2 separate regions of the Callithrix jacchus genome follow, and region 2 is linked to region 1. A link is a contact called in public Hi-C data. All regions are on one chromosome and are shown on one strand. Each heading gives the region's core, a stretch centred on a gene start, on an enhancer-like site or on the middle of the called end of the contact. The rest is flanking DNA. Distances are from core to core; before and after follow the strand shown.

Region 1 (7,156 bases), core at 2,990-5,489:
GGGTGCTTTCAGAAAGGCAACAGGAAATTGGGGAAAGCTCACATAGTAGTTAAGAGCTAGGTAGGAGCGCGGCTCTGGAATTGTACTGTTTGGGTTTTCATCCTGGCTCCACCTCTAGCAAGTAGGCTGCTGCCTCATCTGAAAGTTTATATTAACAATATTCACTTCCGGGCCGGGCGCAGTGGCTCAAGCCTATAATCCCAGCACTTTGGGAGGCCGAGGCTGGTGGATCACGAGGTCAAGAGATCGAGACCATCCTGTTCAACCTGGTGAAACCCCATCTCTACTAAAGATACAAAAAATTAGCTGGGCATGGTGGCACGTGCCTGTAATCCCAGCTACTCAGGAGGCTGAGGCAGGAGAATTGCCTGAACCCAGGAGGCGGAGGTTGCGGTGAGCCGAGATCGCGCCATTGCACTCCAGCCTGGGTAACAAGAGCGAAACTCCATCTCAAAAAAAAACAATATTCACTTCCTAAATTTGTTGTGAAGATAAATAAAGGACTAAGAACTGTCCATGTGTTGGGAGAACTCTAGTGTGTTTGGTAGATAATCCTTCCAAACATGGATTCCATGGGAGGAGATAAATGATTAAAGGTAACAATAGCTCAGAGTGGGAGGGGAACCTTGTGAATACTGAAGGAATCTGAGAGTAGGAATGATGTTGGGGGATGACATTATATATCTGTCCAGCTTTTTAAGTGCTCTTTGTCCTCAAGGCTGTGTATTGTAAACGACGAGCTATTTGTGCGGAATGCCAGTTCTGAAGAGATCCAAAGAGCCTTCGCTATGCCCGCACCCACGCCTTCCTCCAGCCCAGTGCCCACCCTCTCTCCAGAGCAGCAGGAAATGTTGCAGGCATTCTCTACCCAGTCTGGCATGAACCTCGAGTGGTCCCAGAAGTGAGTGTTGGGCATATGTATGTAGGGTGGGGATGTACTGAACCAAAGTAGGAGTAGTCGTGACTAATGAGAGCTCCTGACAGGTGGGTTGTTTTTGTTTTTGTTTTTTTTTTAATTAGAGACAAGGTCTTGCTCTGTCACCCAGGCTGGAGTGTAGTGGTGATCATAACGCACTGTAACCTCTAACTCTTGGGCACAAGCTATCCTCTCACCTTAGCCTCCAGAGTAGCTGGAACTACAGGCATGTGCCAGCACACCCAGCTTTTTTATTTTATTTTATTTATTTTTGAGACGGAGTTTTGCTCTTGTTACCCAGGCTGGAGTGCAATGGCGCAATCTCGGCTCACCACAACCTCTGCCTCCTGGGTTCAAGTAATTCTCCTGCCTCAGCCTCCCAAGTAGCTGGGACTACAGGTGCGCGCCACCATGCCCTGTTAATTTTTGTATTTTTAGTAGAGACGGTGTTTCCCTTTGTTGACCAGGATGGTCTCGATCTCTTGACCTCGTGATCCACTGCCTTGGCCTCCCAAAGTGCTGGGATTATAGGCGTGAGCCGCCACGCCTGGCCTATTTTATTTTTTTTAAGACAGGGTTTCACCATGTTAGTCAGGCTGGTCTTGAACTCCCAACCTCAGGTGATCCGCCCACCTTGGCCTCCAAAGTGCTTGGATTACAGGTGTAAGCCACCACACCTGGCCTTTTTTAAAAATTTTTTGTAGAGACCATCTTGCTGTGTTGCTCAGGCTGGTCCTGAGCTCACGTAATCCTCCTGCCTCGGCCTCCCAAAATGCAGGGCTAATAGGCATGAGCCATTGTGCCAGCCAAGTTTTTATTTGCTGATTTGTTTTGAGACAGGGTCTCATTCTGATGCCCAGGCTGGAGTACAGTTGATGTGATCACAGCTCACTGCTAGGGCTCAGGTGATTGGCCCACTTCAGCTACCTGAGTAGCTGGGACTACAGGCATAGGCCATGGTACCCAGCTAATTTTTTTGTATTTCTTTGTAGAGATGGGATTTCACCATGTTTCCCACCTAGGCCTCCCAAAGTGCTGGGATGAACTCTACCTTGCCTGGCCTCCTGAAATTTTAAAAGTCAAAACTTTTTGCTGCTTAAAAAAGCCCAGTAGTCAACTGGGCATGGTGGCTCACGCCTGTAATCCCAACACTTTGGGAGGCTGAGATGGTCATGAGATCTAGAGATTGAGACCGTCCTGGCCAACATGGTGAAACTGTGTCTCTACTAAAAATACAAAAATTAGCTGAGTGTGGTGGCATGCCCCTATAGTTCCAGCTACTCAGGAGTGTGAGGTGGGAGAATCACTTGCACCTGGGAGGTGGAGGTTGCTGTGAGCTGAGATGTCACCACTGCACTCCAAAGAGTGAGACTTCGTCTGAGGGAAAAAAAAAAAAAAAAAAAAAGATAGTTTATAAAAAATTTGCCTATGCATAAATTAGCATAAAAAATTTAGCCAGCTGCAGTGGCTCATGCCTGTAATCCCAGCACTTTGGGAGGCAGAGGTGGGTGGATCGCAAGGTCAGGAGTTTGAAACTAGCCTAGCCAATCTGTCTCTACTAAAAATACAAAAAAAAAAAGTAGCCAGGCATGGTGGCACAAACCTGTAATCCCAGCTACTTGAGAGACTGAGGCAGGAGAATTGCTTTAACCTGGGAGACAGAGGTTGCAGTGGGCAGAGCTTGTGACACTGCATTCCAGCCTGGGAGACAGAGCGAGACTGTCTCAAAAAAAAAATTGACCGGGTGTGGTGGCTCACATCTGTAATCCCATCTCTTTGGGAGGTTGAGGTGGGCATCATGAGGTCAGGAGCTGGAGACCATCCTGGCTAACATCATGAATCCCCGTCTCTACTAAAAAATACAAAAAATTATCTGGGCATGGTGGCATGCACCTGTAGTCCCAGCTACTAGGGAGACTAAGGCAGGAGAATCGCTTGAACCCAGGAGGTGGAGGTTGCAGTGAGTCGAGATCAAGTCACTGCACTCCAGCCTGGACAACAGAGGGAGACTGTCTGAAAAAAAAAAAAATTAAAAGCCAAAATGGACAAAATGGAAGTTCCTTTTTATATCCTATTTTGCAACTTAGTTTCTTTACTTAGACCAGATCATCTCTCCCTGCCACTGTAAGACTGTCCTGGGCTTGACAGCTGTGTAATCCTCCTTGTCACTGATAGACCATTGGTAGAACATTTGATCTTTTACTAATTTCTCATTGTATAAGTAGTGCAAGGATATATAAGAATGTACATACTTGTTGGCAAACTTGGGTGCTTTTATAGAATGGACTTCCGGCTGGGCGTAGTGGCTCACGCCTGTAATCCCAGCTACTCAGGAGGCTGAGGCAGGAGAATTGCCTGAACCCAGGAGGTGGAGGTCGCGGTGACCCGAGATCGCACCATTGCACTCCAGCCTGGGTAACAAGAGTGAAACTCCGTCTCAAAAAAAAAGAATGGACTTTCAAATGGCATTTAGGGGGAGTCAGAGTTTTTTTTTTTTTTTAAGCGATGGGGTTTCACCATGTTGGCCAAGCTGGTCTCAAACTCCTGGCCTCAAGTGATCCACCCACCTCAGCCTCCCAAAGTGCTGGGATTACAGGCATGAGCCACAATGTCCGTCCGGGGTTAGAGTTCTTATGGAACTGCCTGTTCTCCCTATTCCAGGTGCCTTCAGGACAACAACTGGGACTACACCAGATCTGCCCAGGCCTTCACCCATCTCAAGGTAAGGTCTGGAAATACAGTGGTAAAAACACTGGGATCTCCTGGCCTTCAGGAGGTCAGGTTAGCTGGGGTTGCTAAGTGGGGAGGGTAGGCCTGCCTCTACTGACCTTTCATTTTTCTCCAGGCCAAGGGCGAGATCCCAGAAGTGGCATTCATGAAGTGATTGCAGTCATGCCCCAGAAGCAGCCCCCCTGTAAATAGCCGTTGGATATTACTGTCTGGTTGTCATCTGTCATCTCCTCCTGTCTGGCCCAAGGCTGCCCTGTGACTGTGACCGAGGAGGGAGGGCTGCTGGATCCTTCTCACCTGCCTTCTGGAAGACCTCAGAAGATTGAGCCTCACTGGTGCCAGGAAGCCAAAGCTTACTTTGTAGAACTGACACTAAACTACCCGAAGGACTTAGGTGCTTTGTGTACTTAACCCCAGGACCTCCTTACTTTTTAAGATAAACAGTGATGTTGTATTTTGTGTTCTGAGTGCCGGATCCGTTTTCTCCTCCCAACCCTGAGCAGGAGGGCGGGCCTTGTAGCCAGGGAAGAGGGGAGGCGGGGAGGGCGTCCAGGGAGAGGGGAGGTGGTTCCGCGGCAGGAAGCCCCGCCCCGGAAGTCAGCTAGTCATGGCGGCTCTTAGGAGTCGGTGGTTCACGGGACTGCTAGCGGCATTGCGGACACTGCCCACGCGCCGGCTCCTGCAAGCCGCGACCTTGCAACAGGATGTGCTGCTCTTTGAGCACGAACGGGGCCGCTTCTTCACCATCCTTGGGCTGTTTTGCGCGGGCCAGGGCGTCTTCTGGGCCTCCCTGGCTGTGGCAACCGTGTCCCGGCCCCTTGTCTCGGTGCAGCCTCAGGATGAGGAGGTCCCAAGCCATGGCCGCGACCTGCGCTCCGCGCTTTGGCGCTACGGTCTGGCCGTCGGCTGCGGCACCATCGGTAAGACGTGGGCTGCCTTCCCACTGTTTCAACCTGGGGTGGCAGAAGAGTACCCTCCGTTCGCAGGCAGGGAGTATCAGGGGCCCTTTATCCCAGACGAGAGAGAGTGGCGGGTGGGCTTGCCCCATAGAAATGCGAAACACTCATGTCTCTGAGCACCATGCCCTGTCATAGTCTAGGCTGAGATCTGCCCTTCACTCTGCAACCTTGAGCAAGGTCCTTAAAGCCGTGGACCCGGCCGGGCGCGATGGCTCCCAATTGTAATCCCAACACTTTGGGAGGCCGAGGCTGGCGGATCATGAGGTCAGGAGTTCGAGACCAGCCTGGCCAATATGATGAAACCCCTTCTCTACTAAAAATACAAAAAAATTAGCCAGACGTGCGCACCCGTAGTGCCAGCTATTCGGGAGGCTGAGGCAAAAAAATCGCTTGAACCTGGGAGGCGGAAGTTGCAGTGAGCTGGGATCGTGCCACTGCATCCTGGGAGACAGACTGAGAGTCCATCTCAAAAAACAAAAACAACTCGGGAACCTTCGTCTTCCCTTTAAAATGGAAACTGACATCTATTAAGGCTGTAGGGAGGAATATCAGGATTCTGGGGCCTAAGAGGAGCTCAGTAAATATTACTTTCACCTCCCAAATTTCTTAGAGGAGACTAGGAAGGTGGGTACTTAGTTGTCCAGTGAAAACGCCTCACCCCAATCCCTGCTTTTCCTGCAGGAGCCCTGGTACTTGGTGCTGGTCTTCTCTTCTCTCTCCGGTCTGTGCGCTCGGTGGTGCTCCGAGCTGGAGGGCAACAGGTGACCCTCACCACTCATGCCCCCTTTGGCTTGTGGGCCAATTTCACAGTTCCTTTGAACCAGGTATCTTGCATGGCGCACCGGGATGAAGTCCCGGCCATGCTACCTCTGAAAGTCAAAGGCCGGCGCTTCTATTTCCTCTTGGACAAAGCTGGACGCTTCCCTAACACTAAGCTCTTTGACAATACTGTGGGTGCCTACAGGAGCCTGTGAAGAAACGACCTCGAGTCACTCACCTCTCCAAGAGGGGGAAAAAATGGAACCTTGGAGAGCCAGGTGTGTTCACACCTATTTTAATCCTAGTACTTTGGGAGGCTGAGGCAGGAGGACTGCTTGAGCCCAGGTTGAGAACAGCCTGGGCAACATAGCAAGACCTTGTCTCTATTTCCAAAAAAAAAAAAAACCGCCTTAGAGATGGAGTAGGGGTCCTGCAAGGAGGCCCAATATTCATTAACAAATAAAGGAGCAGTCATCCCTAGGGCAGCTGCTAGCCAGTACCTCTAAGTTTCAGTCCATCTCTGTTGAGCCTTCACTCCTTCCTCCCATCTACTTGTGCTTTAACATCAAAAACTCACTCCTAAGATGAAGACAGTAATATATTTTGGTAGAAAAACCGCTGTAGGAAGAGGTGGAGGGGGGCCTGTCATTACATTTCCCTCCTGAAGGGAAAACTAAGGCTCCCAGCATAAACAGGGCTTCGTGGGGGCAAGAGGACTGCAGGCACTTGGGCATGGAGTGTTTGGCTGCAGGAAGCACTCTGGTTATTCTTCAGAAATGGGAAAGGCGTGGCCCAAAGAGAGCACTTGTCTCAGAACTCCACTCAGGGTCACCCCTCTCCAGAGGCCGGCATGGGGTGGCTTCAGACTTCCACTGCACGACCTGGAGCACCAAGACCAAACACCACAATACCAAATTCACCCACGAAGAGGTCTGTGGGAGACAGGGACAGGGGTGTGAGGAGGGGGACCGTTTCAAATCCAGTCCTTCCCACCCACACACCACTCTTAACTGCTGAATTTTAGGTTGACAAGCCCCTCAGCTTCTCTCACTGGTGGGCCAACAAGCTCATCATACGCTGGTGAGCACCCACACAGCTACAGATACTTAGTGAATTTTTCTGTGTATCCCTGGGTCTCACTTCAGCATTGTGTAGGTTGAAGTAAAACTGCACAGCAGTTCCAGGGGGTGTCCATGGAATTTTCTGGGCTTCAGAACAGCTGTGAGGTCGAAGAGACAGTTGTGAGAAAGGGTGATAGTTTATAATTGAGGCACATCCGTGCCGGGCACCGTGTGAGTTGAGCAATAGATGGGGATAAAAAGGGAAATTACAGGACCCCCATGAGAGGGAAAATAGCCCCAGCCAGGATTCCCTCCCTCTCCCATTACCTAATTGTAGTGTTCAGGGAGATGATGGAGCTGCAGAAAGACCTGGTGCCAAATCGAAGGATACAGGCAGACACCAAGACCAGGAAGATGGCTATTGCTGAGATGACCAGTGCAATGCGCAGCCCTATAGGACCTCTGAGAGGAAGAGAACAAGCCTTGGGGTTGAGGGGAGACTCATCCTACCTCAGCCCCTGGCCCTCAGGGTTGAGCAATCACCTGTGGGAGTCCTCGATGCAGCTGCTGTAGACCCAGAAGAGCAGAAGCAGGAGGCAGTAGAGGGCCAAAAGGCCAGAGGCCCCAGCTACAAAGTAGCAGAGGGATGGGGCCGAGGGACGGGATAAGGCCAGGGAGGAGCCATTCAGGACGGCCACACCATACAGGGGACATCTACCGCTGAAGGAACC
Region 2 (7,156 bases), core at 3,088-5,587, 96 kb before region 1:
ACATGGTGAAACCCTGTCTCTACTAAAAATACAAAAATTAGCAGGGTGTGGTAGTGCCTATCTGTTGTCCCAGCTACTCAGGAGGCTGAGGCAGGGAAATTGCTTGAACCAGAGAGTCAGAGGTTGCAGTGAGCCAACATCAAGCCACTGCACTCAAGCCTGGGTAACAGAACAAGACTCTGTCCCATCACCCCCTATTTTCTAGGCTCCTTACCCTGCCTTCTTGTGCATAGCACTCATTAGCAGCTGGTATTTTATTTATGCATATCGAATTACCTAACCACCTCCAGCTCACTTGTACAATGCTGTATCCTCAGTGTTAACAGATAAATCCATGGACTAAATGAATAACTGGTTTTATAAACATCATGCTGATGGCTAGGTGCAGGGTCTCACACCTGTAAGCCCAGCAGTTTGGAAGGCCAAGGTCAGGGGATCACTTGGATCCTGGAGTTTGAGACCAGCTTGGGCAACATAGTGAGACCACGCCTCTATGAATTTTTAAAATTCGCTGCAGTCAGGCACAGTGGCTCATACCTGTAGTCCCAGCACTTTGGGAGGTCAGGGTGGGCAGATCAATGGAGCCCAAGAGTTGAAGACCAGCCTGGGCAACAACAGTGAAACCTTGTCTCTACAAAAATTAGCTGGGTGTGGTGGTGTGCACCTGTATCCCCAGCTACTCAGGAAGCTAAGGTGTGAGTATTGGTTGAACCCAAGAGTCAGAGGTTGCAGTGAGACATAATCGCACCACTGCACTCCAGCCTGAGCGACAGAGCAGACCCTGTCTCCAAAGTAAAGGAAAAAAAAGATTAGGTGGGCATGGTGGCATGCACCTGTAGTCTCACCTACTGAGGAGGCTGAGGTGGAATGATGACTTCAGCCTGGGAGGCAGAGGCTACAGTGAGCCAAGATCATGCCAAGGCATTCCAGCCTGGGCGACACAGTGAAATGCTATCTCAAAGAAAAAAAATGTCGAGGACCAACAGTAACCCCACGTCTAAAGCTATCAAATGCCTTTGTAGTAGCACCCCTACCATGTGCTTCTTTTTTTTTTTTCCTTTTTTTTTTGAGAAGGCATCTCATTGTTGCCGAGGCTGGAGTGCAGTGACACAATCTCGATTCATTCGCCTCCCAGTTCAAGCGATTCTCCTGACTCAGCCTCCCCAGTAGCTGGGACTACAGGTGTGCACCATCATGCTCAGCTAATTTTTGTATTTTCAGTAGAGACAGGGTTTCACCATGTTGGCCAGGCTGGTTTCCAATTCCTGACCTCAGTCTCCCAAAGTGCTGGGAATACAGGCATAAGCCACCATGCCCAGCCACTGCCATGTACTTCTCCTTTACTCATCTGGCTCCCTCCCTCACTAAACTATGACCCCTGAGGGCATAGAGTCTAGCACAGTACCCTCTGTCCAAAGAATAAAAGAATGAATGAATGAATGGTGACTACCAGACTAAACATCTTCCAGGTACCAGGCATTACCATTAAAAACATGCCCTCATTTAATCCTAACCACCCTTCAAAAATTGCAGTAACACAAGAGATGACAAACTTCAGAAGGGTAAAATAATTTGCCCAAAGCCACACAGCCACTCAGCTACCAACTAGGAATCAAATGCGGTTTCACCCCAAGGCTAACGTCTCTCTGCTGCCATCCCCAGAATCATGATAAGACGGATGAACAACCTCCCTGTGATGGACAGACAGCAAGCAGTACCTGTCCAGGAACGGCAGCCGCCTCCAGGCCAATCTCATCCCCGTAGCTGAAAACAGGGGTCCCTGGCAGGGTGAAGAGCATCAGCTGGTAGAGTCGGAGAAGTTGAGCCGGCAGGAAGGAAGTCAGGAGCCCTGCCTGAGACAACTACAAGGAGAGACCCCAGTGAGCCCCGTCGCCCACCCCTGCCTCCCTCTCCCATCAACCCTTTTCCCCAAAGCCCACCTGCCCCCTTTCCCACCAGCATGGTACTCACACTCCAGCTGCACCAGCGATTGCCAGTGGCATTCAAATACTGTGTGACTAGGGATTTTGTATGCTCCCCAGTGAAACTGGAATTAGACAGGTACGAGCTAGTCAACAGCAAGTCTTTGTTGGATTCGAGTAGGCTCAGGATCTGCTGAAGGTCAGAGGAGTTAGTCCCTGCAATCAAGAGCCTGCAGAGGGGAGAGAGGGGATCAAGGTTGGTATAAGAAAGAATGGCGCCAGGCGCCATGGCTCACACCTGCAATCCCAGCACTTTGGGAGGCCGAGGCAGGTGGATCACTTGGGGTCAGGAGTTCAGGACCAGCTTGACCAACATAGTGAAACCCCATCTCTACTAAAGATACAAAATTAGCCAGGTGTAGTGGTGCATGCCTGCAATCCCAGCTACTTGGGATGCTGAGGCAGGAGAATCACTTGAACCCAGGAAGAGGAAGTTGCAGTGAGTGGAGATCGCGCCATTGCACTCCAGCCTGGGCAAGAAGAGCAAAACTCCATCAAGAAAGAAAAGAATAAGACTCTTAGCGGAGGAAAAATTTAATTAAAAAAAAGAAAAGGATACAGAAAGTTCTCTAGACTAGGAACCCCCACTTCTTAGGCCTAGCACTCCACTGAGGGGTTCCCACAATGGAGCTGAGTCAGCAAAATGGTGCCTGTACCCACCTATCTTCACTGAAGCCCTTGGTGATGTTTTGCCACTCAGCCAAGAATGAGGATGCATCCTAGAAAGAAAAAAGCAGAATCAAGGAACAGAAGGTATCCTCAGGGTCTGGCTGAGTCCCTCTGTTCTCACCCAAGCTTTGTCCCTAATATGGAAAGGGAACTCACCTTCAGATTCTCTATGTCCCGAACCTGGAACCCATCCACGCCAGCTTGCAGCCAAAACTCCAGAGCATCCTATGGGGGGCAGAATAGTAGAGGACAGACATCAGTTCTCAGGAAAAGGCTCCGAAAATTCCAGTCCACACTAAACCTCACTCAACACACACTTCCCCAGGACCTGGGCAGACTCTTGTGCCTTGCCTGGGTCTTCCCTTGCTGCACTACAAAGGCTTAGCCCTGGCACCCCGCCAGTTCTACCCTTCCACTGATTTTCTTAGTGCTACAGCATTTTAGTTCTCTATTCCCGCCTCTGGCAAATCACACAGCTTCACCTTTGAAAGCTACACAAAGGGGCCCAGAGAAGATGTCCACAAACATAACTTCATTTAACACTTAGTGTTGGAAGGTTAGTATGTCTGTTCTAGAGATGAAGAAACAGAAGCAGGGAGACATGTCCATGGGTCATAATCAGTGAGCAGCAGACAGGATCGAGAATGTCAGTCAAGATCCCCCCTCTCCCAGCTTCCTGAGGCCCAGGGAAGGTGTGAGTATAAGAGCCACTCAGAGAAAGACTAAGGATTGAAGATTGACATTCAAAGCACAGCCCCAGGGCAGTTTAGATTTGAAGAGGCCAGTGCTGCAGAGTAAGAGCCCTGGCACTCATCTGGTGCACAATGTGGAACTTCCTCCCACTCTCCCTTTCTTCCCTTTCCCTGGGCCCCCTGCTCTGTCCTCTGGTCTCCATTTCCATGTGAGGGTACCACCCCTCACACCAAACCATCCAAAAACATTCTCTTATCAGTAACTTTTAGAAGGTCCGCTAGGCAAGGCCTAAACTGGACAGTGCCCGGGTCCTACCCAAATGCTGGGAGTCCAGAATTCTATCTCACAATGACAGCTACCAGCAGTGTCAGTATCTGCCTCCATTTTTGTTCTACCCATTCTGAACAAGTCAGTGTCCTAGGACCCAGGAATCAGGAGCTAGGATGACATTCAAAGCCCTACTCCTAGCCTGCTGGGTATAGATTTGAGCCTATGGCAAATGAGATACAGTTTTACAGGGAATTAGAAAACATCTATAAAATACTTGGCATAGTCCCAGACACATAGGAGTACCCCAGTGCTTATAATTTCAGACTGGGCTCTATTCCAAACACATCAAACAAGAACTGGGAAACCAGTCAGGATAGGATTCCCACAGACAAAGAGCTTCCTCTCCCAAAAGAAAGAAAAATCAAACTTCCAGACTGACATCTGAGAAGGTCCCTTCCTGGCACTGTCTCATCCTCAGAGTCAAGGAAGTAAGAAATATAAAAGATCAGAAAAGGAACAAGAAAAACAGAGGTGTGCTATTGGCCTATCCCTCGACTACGGGAGGAGGCGTTCCTGCTTGGCCCCAAGGAGCAAAGGGACCCTTCAACTGGAGCCAGGCTGGGTCTACAGGGCTTGCTGTGAAAGGACCATCCCAGCCCCAGCATCTGACTTCCACCAGCCATCAGCTCCAACACTCACCTTCACCTTGGTGGCCACAGTGTCAACCTGAGTGGAGAACCACGAGTTCTCACCCTGGTAGTTGGGAGTGAGATCCAGAATGATGCGGATGCCTAGAACAATGGAGGAAGAGGCAGTCATGAGACAGTCTAGGGGTTAAGGAGAAATAAGGAAATCAAAAATGCAACTCAATGAGTGTTTCCTATGTATTATTTGGTACAAAAGTTTGAATTTGAACCCTGGCAAAATTCATCCTATTGAAATAGATGTGAGCAAGGAAGGGCCTTAAGTTATTGGAAGGCAGGCAGGTGTGGTGGCTCATGCCTGTAATCCCAGCACTTTGGGAGGCCGAGGCAGGCGGATCACCTGAGGTCAGGAGTTCAAAACCAGCCTGGCAAACATGCTGAAAAACATCTCTAAAAATAAAAAAATTGCGGGGTATAGTGGCTCACAAGTTCAGGAGTTTGAGACCAGCCTGGCCAACATGGTGAAGCCCCGTGTCTACTCAAAATAAAAAAGTAGCTGGTGAGGTGGTGGGCACCTGTAATCTCAGCTACACAGGAGGCTGAGGCAGAATTGCTTGAACTGGGGTGGTGGAGGTTGCAGTGAACCGAGATCTCGCACCACTGCACTCCACCCTGGGCGACAGAGCAAGATTCCATCTCAGGGGGGGAAAAAAATTATCCAGAATTGTCCAGATGTGGTGGCACACGCCTACAGTTACAGCTACTCAGCAGCTGAGGCAAAAGAATCACTTGAACCCCAGGGGAGGAGGTTGCGGTAAGCTGAAATCATGCCACTGCACTCCAGCCTGGGTGACAGAACGAGACTCCATTGTTTAAAAAAAAAGACATCGGAAAGCAGAAAGTTTATAGTGCAGAGAAGTGGACCCTGTGTTCTCCACTCCCAAAGTGAACCTTTTTAAACGTGTCTATACTGAGTTGTAAAACAACATTTGGGATTCCCCACCCCCAAAAGAACATAGTGTTTTGCAAGTCTAAAACGACTGATTTAGTAAATATCTGCATTTTGCAAATAAGGGCATTGAAGCCCAGAAATTAAATGACCTGTTCAAGATTCCACAGCCAAGTCGGAAGCCCCCAAACGACTGCAAATAAATCCATTTTAGGCTGAAGACAGCCCAATCTCCCCTCTACCTGCCCTAGGAAAACTCGAGCCAGTTCGGAGGAAACCAGACAAAACTTCTATCCTACTTCCCTCTGGCCAAATCCCTTCTACCTGATTCCTTGGGAACCCCGGGATACCCACTCTTTTTTTTGGCAGATTGCAAGAGACTGGCAAAATCTTCCTTGGAGCCAAAATTAGGGTCGATCTGCAGCAAGTCGGTCCCAGCAACATCATCCTTCTGGTTCTTGTGAATTGGGCCCAGCACAAGGCCCTTCACCTTCAGAGAGCTGAGGTAATCGAGATGCCCCTTCAGACCTGAAATGGGGGGCTGGGTTAAGAGGTGAGGCTCCTCTGAGGGGCCTCTGACCTCCCCACTCTCCCTTCCCCCAGAGCCTAAGGTTGGGACTGGGAGCGGGGACGGGGGAAAGGGGGAGGTGAGATTGAATCACGAGACTCGGGAGCTGATGTAAGGAGCCCTGCAAGTTACTTCAGAAACCGGTTGCAACTGGCTCCAGGCGCCGCTGGGAGTGAGGACGCTGAGTCACCCACCCTCGTGACAAAGTGAGGGGCGGGGCGGTTTTCTTCAAAGAAAGGAGGGAAGGACAATGTACCGGGAGGGGGTGTGGGGAGAACAGTCCTGGGTACCGGATGGAGGGGAGAACCGGCTAGATCACTCTGGGGACAGGGGAGGGGGTCTGCTGGCCACAGATTCAACCAGGGACAGGGACGCGCTGCACTCACCCGCCAGGTTGCCCGCGCCGTTGCCCTGGAAGCCCTGAAGGTCGCCGATGCGGTAGAGGGCGCCCGTGTGCCACCACTTCTGCACGGGTAGATCGCGACAGCGCGGCGCCCGCACGATTATGACCACGGCACCAGCCAGCATGCCGAGCCAGCCGAGCCAGAAGAGCAGCAGCAGCACCCAGCGGGTGCGCACCCAGCCAGGGCTGCCCGCCACCTTCAGCAGCTCCTCTTTAGAAAGGCCCGTGAACTTGGCCGCGGCTGCCGCCTCCGCCTCATCTTCCGCCACCTTGATCTTCACCAGACCATTCTTCTCGGCGCCCGCCACGGCCATGGCCGCCCCAGACGCCGCGTTCATCGGCTGCTTCTCGGGTTCTAGCTCATTCAGCTCCACCTCCTTCATATCCACCTCGGTGTCCTGACTCATGGTGCCTGCAGAACGGGCGACACGACTCAGACTGCGGTCAGATGGTGGCTCAACCCCTACCCGGAACCCCGGACACAGAACGATCTCCCTGGCCCGGGTGACTACGCGCAGCTTCCGCTAGTACATCTGCTCGGCAGCGGGTGCGGCCTCAGGGTAGGGGCAGGGGAGCCGAGCCCCGCCCCGCCCCGCCCCTTAAGGTGGAACCTCGGCGACTGCCCCAGCCGTTGCGGGCGACTCAGGATAGTAAAGTCAGGAACACGCCTTCGACAGTACTTTCTGCGTCGTCCTATTTCTCATCTCCAATCTAACCCTAAGGTTCTTTTCAACCTGAGGCTGGGACCGCTCGGCGCGGAGCCACCTTTAAGTGGACGAGGCCTGTGATCCAGCCCCAAATCCCGAGGTCCCTCCTGCGTCCCTTAGGCTTAACCGCCCCCAAAGGCCCCCATTCCGGCAGGCTAGTGACTACCCCAACACTATCCTCTACTTGCCCGTGGTTCAGGGCTCTGGCCACCGCCTGGTATTCCCAACTTTGCATGGCTGCTATCACTCTCAGAGGCAGCCAGACACAGCT

What was found. A called contact is a pair of places that touch in the nucleus more often than the background predicts.
Region 2: a Hi-C map of induced pluripotent stem cells shows a contact between it and region 1, with 2.6 times the contacts expected there. The contact joins the enhancer-like site here to the promoter of TMEM223 in region 1. A contact is called at or near these places in 2 of 3 Hi-C or Micro-C datasets (induced pluripotent stem cells and skeletal muscle).

What each region holds. Positions count from the first base shown.
Region 1 is chr10:120,069,475-120,076,630 of calJac240_pri, reverse strand. It overlaps TMEM223 (transmembrane protein 223), which reads left to right and starts at 4,239. Exons shown (of 2, transcript XM_009008357.5): 1 at 4,239-4,566; 2 at 5,287-7,156. The coding sequence starts at 4,254. The coding sequence ends at 5,579. NXF1 (nuclear RNA export factor 1) reads left to right here. Exons shown (of 21, transcript XM_054241495.2): 19 at 719-901; 20 at 3,578-3,638; 21 at 3,762-4,105. The coding sequence ends at 3,800. It overlaps TMEM179B (transmembrane protein 179B), which reads right to left. Exons shown (of 5, transcript XM_054241497.2): 2 at 6,969-7,156; 3 at 6,753-6,887; 4 at 6,505-6,583; 5 at 5,947-6,296. The coding sequence ends at 6,135.
Region 2 is chr10:120,165,367-120,172,522 of calJac240_pri, reverse strand. It overlaps SLC3A2 (solute carrier family 3 member 2), which reads right to left. Exons shown (of 12, transcript XM_003734288.5): 4 at 6,162-6,590; 5 at 5,562-5,735; 6 at 4,314-4,405; 7 at 2,808-2,876; 8 at 2,643-2,701; 9 at 1,972-2,152; 10 at 1,719-1,862. Among named protein-coding and RNA genes, the nearest start is that of SLC3A2, 35 kb to the right of the region's middle. Within about 2 kb of position 4,337, at least 7 of the 16 cell types and tissues checked have an H3K27ac peak or open chromatin away from gene starts, as enhancers often do. A contact at or near this core is called in skeletal muscle, where this site is marked.